Linked DNA regions of Gossypium hirsutum: region 1 is linked to region 2. A link is a contact called in public Hi-C data. All regions are on one chromosome and are shown on one strand. The core of a region is the stretch at or near the end of the contact, and the rest is flanking DNA. Distances in the headings are between cores, read along the strand shown.

Region 1 (6,171 bases), core at 1,010-3,509, 610 kb before region 2:
TAAATATATTTGAATTCAACCTACTCAACATATTTAATTAAATTAACCCCAAAACCTTTCTTACTCAATTTTAGCATCTCAATCAGATTCCCATTTAAGTTTTATATTTTTATAAATTCATTAAAATTTTCTTTTTCAAATTTAAGCTGTGGGAAAAAAAAATTAACCTCGCCGACATTTAATTGATAAGAAACGGTTAGCGAGCAACCGTACCAAATGTTGTAAAGTGTCTACATGTGGCTAAAACTTGTCCAAGTCAAACTATTCTTTTTACTTTTCACCTGCTACCGCTTCTTCCTGTCACTTTCTTCCCCCATTATTCTCTCTATTCCTCCGTCTCCATCCGGTCATTCTTTCCGGTACTTCCAAGTAATATGCATTGATTCACTATTAACTCATATTTAATACTTAATTAGAATGTTCTCGTATTGGTGTAAATTTTAATATATTACTAATTTACAAACTATAACTTTTAAAATACTTATAGAGTTAGTTGCATTAGCGTTTTCAAATTATAGTACAAATTTTAAATTCGTTCATAAATTTCAGAATATTTTAATTTACTTTTTAAAGTATTAATGTTTATATTTAATACATCTTTTCATTAATGATGATTTTGATATAGAATATATTTAAAACATATAGGTATAGATATAAATATGTGTGTTCTTATTGTGTAGATGATTTAAATTTGACACATTAAAAAAATAAGTTGTGTCATTATAATTTAAGAGGACTAGTTTCTTTTTTCTAAACCACATAAAATCTAAGTTGTCGATAGATAGTAAGTATACATATGTTTACAATTTGATTTATATATTTTAAGTATGCTTCATATTAGATATAAACTTAGTATTTTAGTGATCAAATTAATTGTTAGACTAATGGAATGACATGATTGATACGATAGTGATACTTTAAAGACTCAATAAATTTTTAGCCAATTTAGAATGTGAATCATAGGTTGATGATATATGATATAGTTAATTTATACTTATATACTTGTATTTTGTTTATTTTAGATCCCATTTAGGTATAGTTATGCTTAAAAATATAGTCATTCCAGTTTAAATATTAATAATTTAGCTCCTCTATTTTTTTAGTTTAACAATTGAATCCCATTCGATAACATCATCAAAGAATGTTTGTTAAATTAGATTGTATGGCATTAAAAAAAAACAATTGTTCATGTGGCCTATTTAAAGTCTCATGGAAATCATGTAAAAAAATATCAAACTTTCACTCTACTTATTTGAAACAAATTTGAACAACTTTTCATTTAGAACTGAAAAAATTACAAACTTAAATTTAATATTTTTTTGTTTATTTGACCTTCTAAGCATGTAATATTAGCTATGTGATTTTTTTTTATGTTAAGCTACTAGATAATTCAATTTAATGGTAGTCTTTTGATGGGTTTATCATTGAACTTTAATTATCAAATCGAAAGTGTAAAAGGACTAAGTTCTTAGAATTAAAAGTAGAGGAGTTAAATTTCAAATATATAAAGAGTATAGGGACTAAAAGCATAATTAGAGCTCTTATTTAATGTTGCTTGAATTCTTACCTACTTCTCATTCACTCATCATCTCCCGGTTCGGTTCTATTCGGACGATGACATGAAAGCGATCATTGCCGTCAATATTTGAGAAGAAAGAAATTTCAGCCGTTGGCTTGTGAGGTTACGTTATAGTTTAGTAGCAACAAATTTTTCAATTGAAATGACTTTCCCAGGCCGTTTTATTAGCTTCCGATTCTTAACAAGTTAGAAAATTAAGACCACGCGCCTGTATGGGCGATTGTCAACACTCAACACTGATTTTTTTCTCTCTCTTCTCTGTTTTTAGTTTTACAAATTACTTTAGCCACCAATATTTTGACTAAAAAAATCCTTTTGAAAAGGCTGAGTTTCCTTTCCTTCTACTTTTCTTTCCAGGATAAGAAATTACTAATTAGGTTCTGTTTGATTCAATATAAACTAATTTCTGGAGAAGACTTCCCAAATTTTCTGATTTTGATCAAGGAAAAATAGTTAAGTCACCAAAAAAAGTATTCTTGGACAATACTAAATATAAAAAATATTTAAATTTGGGATGAGTTGGAATCGGATATATTAATAATATTTAATTTTGGGTTCGAAGTAAATTTAAATATATAAATTTTAAAGTTAGGGTGAATTAAAGTCAAGACATGACGGTAAATTATCAAGTCGGGTTGGGCGGGCAAAAACCATGGGGACCACCCGGTTGCCAATTGCCATCACTACTTTTGCTCACAGGCGATCTCAACAACTTTGCTTCTTCTGAAGATCTGTTATATCTGTGTACAACTCCCTCATCGTTCTTTCATCGAACCGGATCTCTCACTGGCAGCCACTCTCATCTTCACTCTCTAAATCTCCTCCTTGATCCTTTATTGTTCAGGTAATTCTTTTCACTTCATTTAGAATTTGAGTTGAAATCATGGATTTTGATGTTTTGTGGATGATGGAACTGAACCCTACAGCTAGAATTTAGTTTGATTTTCTTCTCTTCTTTATCTGGATATTTACTTAGCTTCTTCTGCTTCATTTCCTTTACTACTTCTCTGCAAATTTTATGGTAATTGAGTTGGTTAGAAATTGCCCTAAAAAAATCATGCCTTCTAATTAAAGGTTGAAATGGGTTGATCACTACACTAACTTCACCTCTGGTTTAGACCTTTGGTAATATTGACTGTAACAACAGATGAACATACTTTGCTTCACTTCTACTAGTTTTCTGAGTTTTGTGTTGATTTCTTTGATTTTGTGTTAGTGAAATCATTCATCCAAAATTATTTGTAGATTTGTGAAGATAAATTAGAAAAAACTAAGTGTGTTGCTCACCAATTAAATCAACCCATCATTTTCTTATTCAGCATTATCAATGTGAACTTCACTTTTGTAATACTTTTTCTTCATATCTATAATGTAAAGGATTAAAGTATCAAGGATTGAATTCGAAACTTGAGAATCTTAGATCATTTTCAACTAATCATCTCAAAATTATGGACTTGAGTTTGATAGATTTTTTCATTATACACCAATGTGATTAGGTGCCTAGATTTTACCTTCTTTTCGAAATATATATATATATATATATATATAAAAGAGACATTACGAATTTTTGTTGTTTACAACAATGTTATTGTCTAACAAGTTTTCGACTCAAGCCATGAATCTATTATTAATTAAATTTATAGATTAAAATTATGGAAGAAAGTATTTAGAAATTATGTTTTTAATTAACAATTAAATTTGGTATTCTAGATTAATTATGAAAATAATTATTTTTTTAAGTTATGAAAATATTTATGTTGCATTTGTTTACTTAAAACAACTTATAGAAAATGAATTTAAAAAAAATTATCAAACAACGAAAAATATTTTACATAAAACTATTTAAATATCAAAAAAATACCATGTTTTTTTAGAAAATCAAACAAGTTTTTAGAAATCATTTTTCAAAAGCAATTTTCAATGAATCAAATAGCCTGAATTGATCAATTCTCTGGTTAAATATAAATATAAATTTTTATGTTAATTATAAAATAATTTAGTTAATAATTAATAAGTATATATATTTAATTTAATAATTTATATTTTAATATATAATTAAAATATTCGTTAAGAGTCAAACTAGCTCAACTAATAATATGCTTTCACATCAAGGGCCCACATGTTACAAGTCATTGAGTCAAGTAAGATTATGCGCAAACTCTTCCGTGTGTCATGAGTCCTCCTGTCGATACGAGGTGGTTATATTCTGTTGAACTTGTAAGGGCTTGCAACAAATTTTGAAGACAAAACTTTGAACATAGAACAATACTGACTTGTTGAAGTACCCCTCAACCTATGAACCTGTAAGTCTCTCAATAGAATTGAGGACAGGGGTGTTCATAGGTTGGGTTAAGTTTGAGTCGAGCCTAAGCATGATATTAACATACTTTATACTTGTCTAAGTCTAGCCTATTCTAAAATATGAGTTTAAAATTTTGTGCAATTCTACCCATATATGTAAATATCTAATCTAAACACATTTTAGGTCTACCCATATTATTTTAAAAATATATATATTAATTTTAAATTAATATCTAAATATTTTATTTTTTTATTTATAAAAAAGTTTTATTTAGTCATCTTAACATTTTTTAATGTTTACATTATACATATTATTTTTAAAATATTTATATTAATTTTAATTTAATATCTAACTATTTTTATATTTTTATTTATAAAAAAATTATATTTAGTCATCTTTAACATTTTTAATGTTTACATTATAGTAGTATATAATAAAATTATAAATTTAATTTTTAAGTGTTATAAATTACATAATATATAAAAGTAACATAATATAAAACATTACAAACTTAAAAAAAAAATGAAGTCAGGCCAAGCTTGAGCCTTAAATGTTCAAGCCTAAGCTCAGCTGATGTTTTAAATTGATCTAATTTTTTTCTTGAGCCTATTTTTTTTTTCTAATATTTTTATCTAAACACTCCCAAATTTTGCATGGGTAGCCTGGTCCATAAACAGATATAACTGAGGCAAGTCAATAATATTCGAATTTTATTAATTATAAATAAATATATATTTTCAAAACATTTTGCAACTAAAAAGATAAGAATATGTTTTTTTAAAAAATTCTGAAAAAATATTCATTTAAATAAGAGTGATCATTCAATTGAATCGAGTAAACAAAATTTGAGTTAATCGACTTTGGCAAGTTTTATTTTATCATTCTAATATAATTTATTTTTTTTAAATCAAATTGAATAAATTTGTTTGAATTAAATTTTAAAAAAAAGAGGTTAAAGTATGTAAAACCTTGTTTAACTAAATTCAAATTTAGAGCATATAAAATTTACACCATATATATTTGAAATTTTTTTTAGAAAAAAGAACATGAGGAAAACGAGATACTTTAGTATGAGAAAAATAATTTGATATTTTACTTGTTTAAGGTCTTGGATTTAACATTTTGAAGAAATTTTTATTTTTTAAAAAATTAACATTTTTTATAGATTTTTTTAGAAATTATATAAATATATATATATTTATAAAATATTAGATTTTTTTTCTTTTTGTAATTTTGTGAGAGAGGCGAGTTAATTAAAAAGTAGAATAACTCAGAAGTATAAAAAAATCGAATGAAAATAAATTTTGCTGGCCCTACATTTAGATTCAAGAGGTGAATTCAAGTTAATTTGAGTGAAATATAAAAATAGTAAGAAGTATTTATTATTATTATTATTATTATCATCATCATCTAAGCTTACATAAATTACTCGAACGTAATTTTAGTTAAATATAATTTGGCAAAATGATAGAAAAATTGGAACACAGACATATTTATTTCATAATAGACCAAAAAATCTTAACACTCATAATTAATTCATTTATTTTAGCATTGCATGAAGAAAGCTTTATTAAGCATAATATAACAAAATTCCATCCATTTATGGATTCTTAACTGTTTAAAAGAATATTAATATATATTTGTATTTAAATTTTATTTGTGAAATTAAAACATCTTAATAATATATCAAATATTAATCATAATATTGTAAATAAATGCTTTAAAAAATTTAAAATAAAGTTTAATATAATGATAAAAAATTATTGACAAGAGTTAAAAGTAAGGGTAAGTTAAATTACATTATCAAGTAGAAAATTTGTATTTAAATTTTGGAGATAATATTCTTTGAAAGGGGTAGTTATGAACTTCCAAAAGATTAGGCTCTATTTCGTTCCAAGAAATAGAGGCCATTTTTGCTTTTTATTGGAAAAAATAAAATATTAAAGAAAATATATTTGGTTATAATTTTAAAAAATAATTTTAAAAAATAAAAATATGTAAAAATTAGAAAGAAAAATTTCATTGTTTTCACTGAAAATGTTTTGTAAAACAAAACAAGGATTTTTATTAATTTTAAATGAATTGGCTTGGTTCGAATTCATATAAGGGCAAAAATAAAATTTTTAACAATTTTCATATATTAGATTTAGTATGTTGAATCAATATAAATATAAAAGAAATATATTTTATTTCTCATGTTTTTATTATAAAAAAATAAAATATGTCATAGTTTCTGTATTCATTTTAAATTTAAAATTTAGTGTCTATACTTTTATTTTAAGAAATTTAG
Region 2 (5,733 bases), core at 389-2,888:
TCGAGGATAACAAGCTCTGAAGGAACTGATCTCTAACGCCACAGATATAGTGGGTAGACAGTTAAAATAATATGCAACTCGGCTAAGCGCCGCTACTCCATCTATCTATACTCAACTACTGCATCATAAGTTTCCATGGTAAGTGGACTCTCCACAAAGCATCTGGTGTACATTTCTAAAAGTTTAATAATAACAGAAAAGGAAATCTTCAAGCAAACCAAAAAAGAAAAGGTGTATAACTCACCTGAGTTCATGCCAAAACATGTTGGTTTGGTCGTGTAAAAAAGGTTCCAAAGAAGCAAGAAAGTTGTCATTGACAAAACTGAGCTGTGTCGAAGAGGCGGAAGAGTCATCATGCTTTCCTTCATGTCTAGAGAAGAGAAGCGAGGACACAACATGAAGAATGATTGATGGATCTGGATCTCCAAGGATAGCCTCAAGCTCCCTTTGAATCCATGGTTCTATTCTTTGCAGTAGTTTCTCTTTCTCAAAATCATTCCTAATCCTAGGAACATTCTGAAAGCAAAGAGAGAAAGCATCAAAATGATGCAAAATAACCCTTCCTTGCTAATCAAATCCACTGATTTATGTCATCCATATTCGTCACATTTCAAATATATGGAAAAAAAAAATGCAAACCTTCAAAGAACTAAACCAGGTAAACCTACCTGCTGAAAACCATTACCATGATATATAGGCACAGCTTGCAGCCGTCGGTTATACACACTGCAAGAGAAACCCTATCAGCCAAAATCTTAGAATTAAGCAAATATAACTAAATTGGGTCTTCATAAGGTACCTGGCACGCCATTGAAGCTTCCTTTCGGCGATAACAAGAGGCGACACAGTCCCAGGTCGCCCAAAAGATCGCCGCCAAGGCAACGGTCTCGTTCTCCGGTTAACATCGTTTATTTCTCTTCTGGTCCTTTCGATGATCCTAACCAAATAATTAAAAAGAAAAAAAAAAGGAATAACCTAAACAATCAATTCTTTTATTCGACTTACAGTTAAAGACTCAGATAATCGTTAATCAAAAAAGAAAATTCACCGTCGACGATCAGATACGGTGAACCGAGGTCGTGGAATAGCCGATTTGCAGTCAGAGATAGCAGGTAACTGCTGTTTGAGGTATCTTAGAGAGGAGAGATCGATTTTGTAGAACCAAGAATCGAAGGTGGAATTGCAGAGAGGGCAATTCCTCTTCAAATCGCTCCACTTGCGGATGCAGTCCAAGCAGTAAGCGTGGAAACAAACGGTGAGAACTGCCGCTCCAGGAATGTCGATGGTTCTCAAGCATATGGGACATGTTTCGTCGACGATGGCCGGACAAATTACTCTTCGTATGAATCTCTGGATGTCCGATTTCCCCAATGGTTTCGGTGAAGACGAGGGTGAATCCATTTGAGGAAAGAGAAGAGAAAAGAAGTTGGTCTTTAGATCACGAATTTTTATGTTGTCGCTGAAAGGCGGTGTTGCCGTCGTGAGTCGATAATAGATATCAAACGAAACTCCAAAAAATATATAGGGATAATACAATATTGTCACCTCACATTAGCTTTAGAATTCAATTTGGTGCCTATATCATCTTTTAGGCTTAAATCATAATATGATTCTTTACTCTCTTTTTTTTCTCACTAAACTTTGTTTTATCATAAGTGGTACCTAAATTATAGTTCGTTATCCGAAATAATACTTAAACTATACATTTTTCTTAAGTTGGTACATAAACATTTTTATGATCACAAGTGCTACTTAAACTATACTTCCTTACCCAACATGATGCCTAAATTATACTTCATTACCCAAATTACTCAATTGTTAAACAAAAATATTTTAACCAATCATTTTGTGACACGTGATACTTTATATTAAAATAAAATTCAAAGAATATAATTAAATTAAATTATAAAAATATTAAATTGAATTAAATTAAAAAATTTCAATTCCTTGTAATCTCTCCCTAAAATTCTTTTTTTCCCTTTTAATTTTTTTCTACCCAGTTTCTGCCCAATATTAGGTTTTCACTCTTTATCTGAATTTTTTTCATTATAGAGATTCATATAGCATTAACTATTTTATACAAAATATATAGAAAAAAACAAAAAAAATTATTTTTAAGAAAAATAATAGACAAGTTTTGATTGAGGTTTAAAAATGGAGAAGAAACTCACTGAAATCTGGGTTTTGTCATCAACTACGTTTCAATGAGTTTTGCGATGAGTTCTTGATTTTTTTTCAAAATCAGATTTCTTCAGTGAAGAACAAAAGAGATAAATATGTTTACAAATTTTGGAAATAATAATTAACTTTTTTGGGAACTTTGTAGTACCATGTGTCACAAAATAATTGGCTAAGAGGGTTTTTTTAACTACTGAAATAATTTGGATAATTGAGTATAATTTAAGTACTACTTTGGGTATTGGAGTATACTTTATGTATCACTTGTAACCAAAAAAAAATGTTTAGCTAAACCTAGGAAAAAGATTTATAGTTTAGGTACCATTTTGTGGTATAATTTAGGTATCACTTGTCCAAAAAAAAAGTTGAAATACCAACTTGAAAAAAAGATATAGTTTAGGTACCATTTTGTGGTATAGTTTAGGTATCAGTCGACCAAAAAAAAAAGTTTAAATAGAAACTTGAAAAAAAAAATAGTTTAAGTACCATTTTATGATTTAAACCTATTTTTTATTATCATATATATACATTTTGGATTCAAATAGCCCAAAATGTTTACTGATTAAATTTTAAAATATATATCATTTTAGGTCAATCTCAAATAAACACTTGTTATCTAATGTGTTATTCTAGATATTTAAGGTAATTTGCTCAAGTCATATTTTAAATAATTATAATATAATCATTAAGATTATTTATTACGTTATGATCACTCAACTGTTAAATCTCGTTAAAAAGTGTAACAAGAAGTTAATGTGGCACATTAATGCAATCTATTCATACAAATTCTTTTGTCAAATTATACAACTAAAACAAATTTCATTCTTTTTCTTTTATTCTCTTTTTATTTGTTTATTTTCAATATCTTCTTCTCCCTTTCTTTTTATCTCTTCTCCCTTCATCAGGAAACCTTTAACAAAATTCCAATGTTAAAATTTTATTAAGATAGCCCAAAAGAATCCTATTTTAATGAAGCAAGATACAAAAGAATCCTATTTTAATGAAGCAAGATACAAGTTCTCTTCTTCCTATGCTATAATGAAATCTAACAGATTAAGTTTTTGATGTTGCATGATGAAATTCCATTGCTCTGAACTAAAATTATTGCCTTTGGATTGAACCCAATCTGTTACATAAAAGTTCATATCACTATTGATATTAGTCACTCATATTACTTCATCTTTCTCTCTATTTTCATTGATGAGCTTCTTGTTTTGTGAAGTTTATATTTTTAATTTCTCATTATCATATAAAGCTTCTCTTGATTACCTTTAAGCATAATTTGTTTGGGGATAAATATATAAATCATTTTTTATATATGGATATGAGCTACTCATCAGCAAAATATATTTAGTTATGAGTTACTAACAATTTAGAATAAAAACTATTTGATATATAGAGCAATATTCTTACACTACTGGGATATTTGGACTGGTTTTATAATGCAATCAAGGATAAGATGTAACTCATTCTTAGCATATAGATATGAACTACTAACACCAGTTAATAATCATAACATAACTCACCAAAGAGTCGCAATAGTAACTATATTCAGCGCAAATGGAATATAGAAACAACTACTTCGATGCACTGTTAGAATTAAAGGACCCGAATCCTTATTTAAATAAAATACAATGGTAAAATAAAATAAAAGTAAACTCCATATAGAACTACACTTCTTTTATTTTATTTTAGAATAAGGTTTTTTAAACCTTATTTAAACTCCATCTATTTTATATTGATTAGAATAAAGTGTTACAGTCTTACTAAAATATGGCTTTACAAGCCTATAAATAGACATAGTCTATTCCTCTTGTATTTATTCAAATTCGACATAGTAAATTTTCTTCTACTCTGCCCGTGGTTTTTTCCCGAAAGGGTTTCCACGTAAAATTTTGTGTGTTCTTTATTTTATTTTATTTTATTTTCACAAATTGGTATCAGAGCTTCTGGGTAGTTCATCTCGATCACAATAATAGCGTCTTTGAAGTATGAAATTTCGCTGTTAGATTGCAACACTAGATTTACGTTGTGGCTGATTAAGATGCAAGCAGTTTTTGCACAGATGGATCTGGAGGATGCCCTGCTAGGGATAGATAAGATTCCTTCGACATTAACAGATGAAGAGAAGAAGCGTAAGGATCAAAAGGCGTTAACACAATTACATCTGCATTTGTCCAACGAAATTTTGTAGGATGTGATGAAAGAGAAGACCGCTACTGCATTATGGAAGAGGCTAGAACAAATATGTATGTCGAAAACTCTAACAAGCAAGCTGCATATGAAGCAGCGTCTTTATGCTCATCGTTTGGAGGAAGGTGCGTCTGTACACGAACACTTAACAGTGTTTAAAGAAAATCTCTCAAACTTGGAGGCCATGGAGGTTTAGTATAATAAGGAAGATCTAGGATTGATTCTACTTTGTTCGTTGCCCCCGTCTTATTCAACCTTTAGAGACACAATTTTATATAGCCGTGAGTCTCTCACAGTTGATGAGGTTTGTGATTCTTTGACTTCGTATGATAAAATGAAGCATCTTGTGGTTAAACACGACTCTCAAGGAGAGGGTCTCATTGTTTGTGGGAGACAAGATCGGAATACTGATGATGATCATGGAAGGACACAGGAACGGAATCCTTGCGGTAAATCTAAGGGTAGATCAAAGTCTTCAAACAGAGGTAAAACTTGTAACTTCTACAAGAAGAAAGGACACATTAAATCTGAGTGTTATAAGCTACAGAACAAGATTAAAAGGGAGGCTGCGAATCAAAAGGGAAAACAACCAGAAAATTTCAGTGAAGCTGATATTGTAGAAGACTACAACGATGGTGAACTTCTAGTCGCTTCGGTCAACAATTCTAAAGTGAACGAGGAGTGGATACTTGATTCAGGCTGCACCTTCCATATGAGTCCCAATCGGGATTGGTTTACAACTTATGAAACAATGTTTGAAGGTATTATTTTGATGGGAAATAATGCTTCATGTAAAATCGCAGGTGTTGGAACAATTAAAGTTAAGATGTTTGATAGAGTTGTCAGAATACTTAGTGACGTACGACATGTTCCAAAATTGAAAAGAAATTTAATTTCGTTAAGTACTCTTGATTCAAAAGGGTACAGATACACAGCTGAAAGTGGGGTTTTAAAGATTTCCAAAGGTTCTCTTGTTGTGATGAAAGGGTAGAGAAAGACTACCAAGTTATATGTTTTGTAGGGTTTTACTGTTACTGGTGATGCAGCTGTCGCTTCCTCTTCTTGTCAGATGATGATATAACTAAAATTTGGCATATGCGGCTTGGGCATATGAGTGAGAATGGCATGGTAGAATTGAGCAAAAGAGGACTTCTTAATGGGTAAGGAATTTGCAAACTGAATTTCTGTAAGCATTATGTTTTTGGGAAGAAAAAGAGAGTTCGATTCATCAGAGGAATCCATAACACAAAAGGAATGTTGGAGTATATTCATTCTAATCTATGGGGGCCAACCAGAGTGCCTTCGAGAGGTGGAGCTAATTATATGCTAATCTTTATTGATGATTTTTCCAAAAAAGTTTGG

Evidence for each region. A called contact is a pair of places that touch in the nucleus more often than the background predicts.
Region 1: a contact with region 2 is called in a Hi-C map of leaf, with 2.0 times the contacts expected there. The contact joins the enhancer-like site here to the promoter of LOC107920157 in region 2. A contact is called at or near these places in 3 of 34 Hi-C or Micro-C datasets (callus and leaf).

Annotation. Positions count from the first base shown.
Region 1 is chrA10:94,890,724-94,896,894 of Gossypium_hirsutum_v2.1, reverse strand. It overlaps the pseudogene LOC107895532. Among protein-coding and RNA genes, the nearest start is that of LOC121209178, 45 kb to the left of the region's middle. Within about 2 kb of position 2,259, at least 8 of the 9 cell types and tissues checked have an H3K27ac peak or open chromatin away from gene starts, as enhancers often do. A contact at or near this core is called in leaf, where this site is marked.
Region 2 is chrA10:94,281,311-94,287,043 of Gossypium_hirsutum_v2.1, reverse strand. LOC107920157 (E3 ubiquitin-protein ligase Topors) reads right to left here and starts at 1,638. Exons shown (of 5, transcript XM_016849697.2): 1 at 1,049-1,638; 2 at 800-937; 3 at 669-726; 4 at 245-516; 5 at 1-162. The coding sequence starts at 1,401. The coding sequence ends at 102.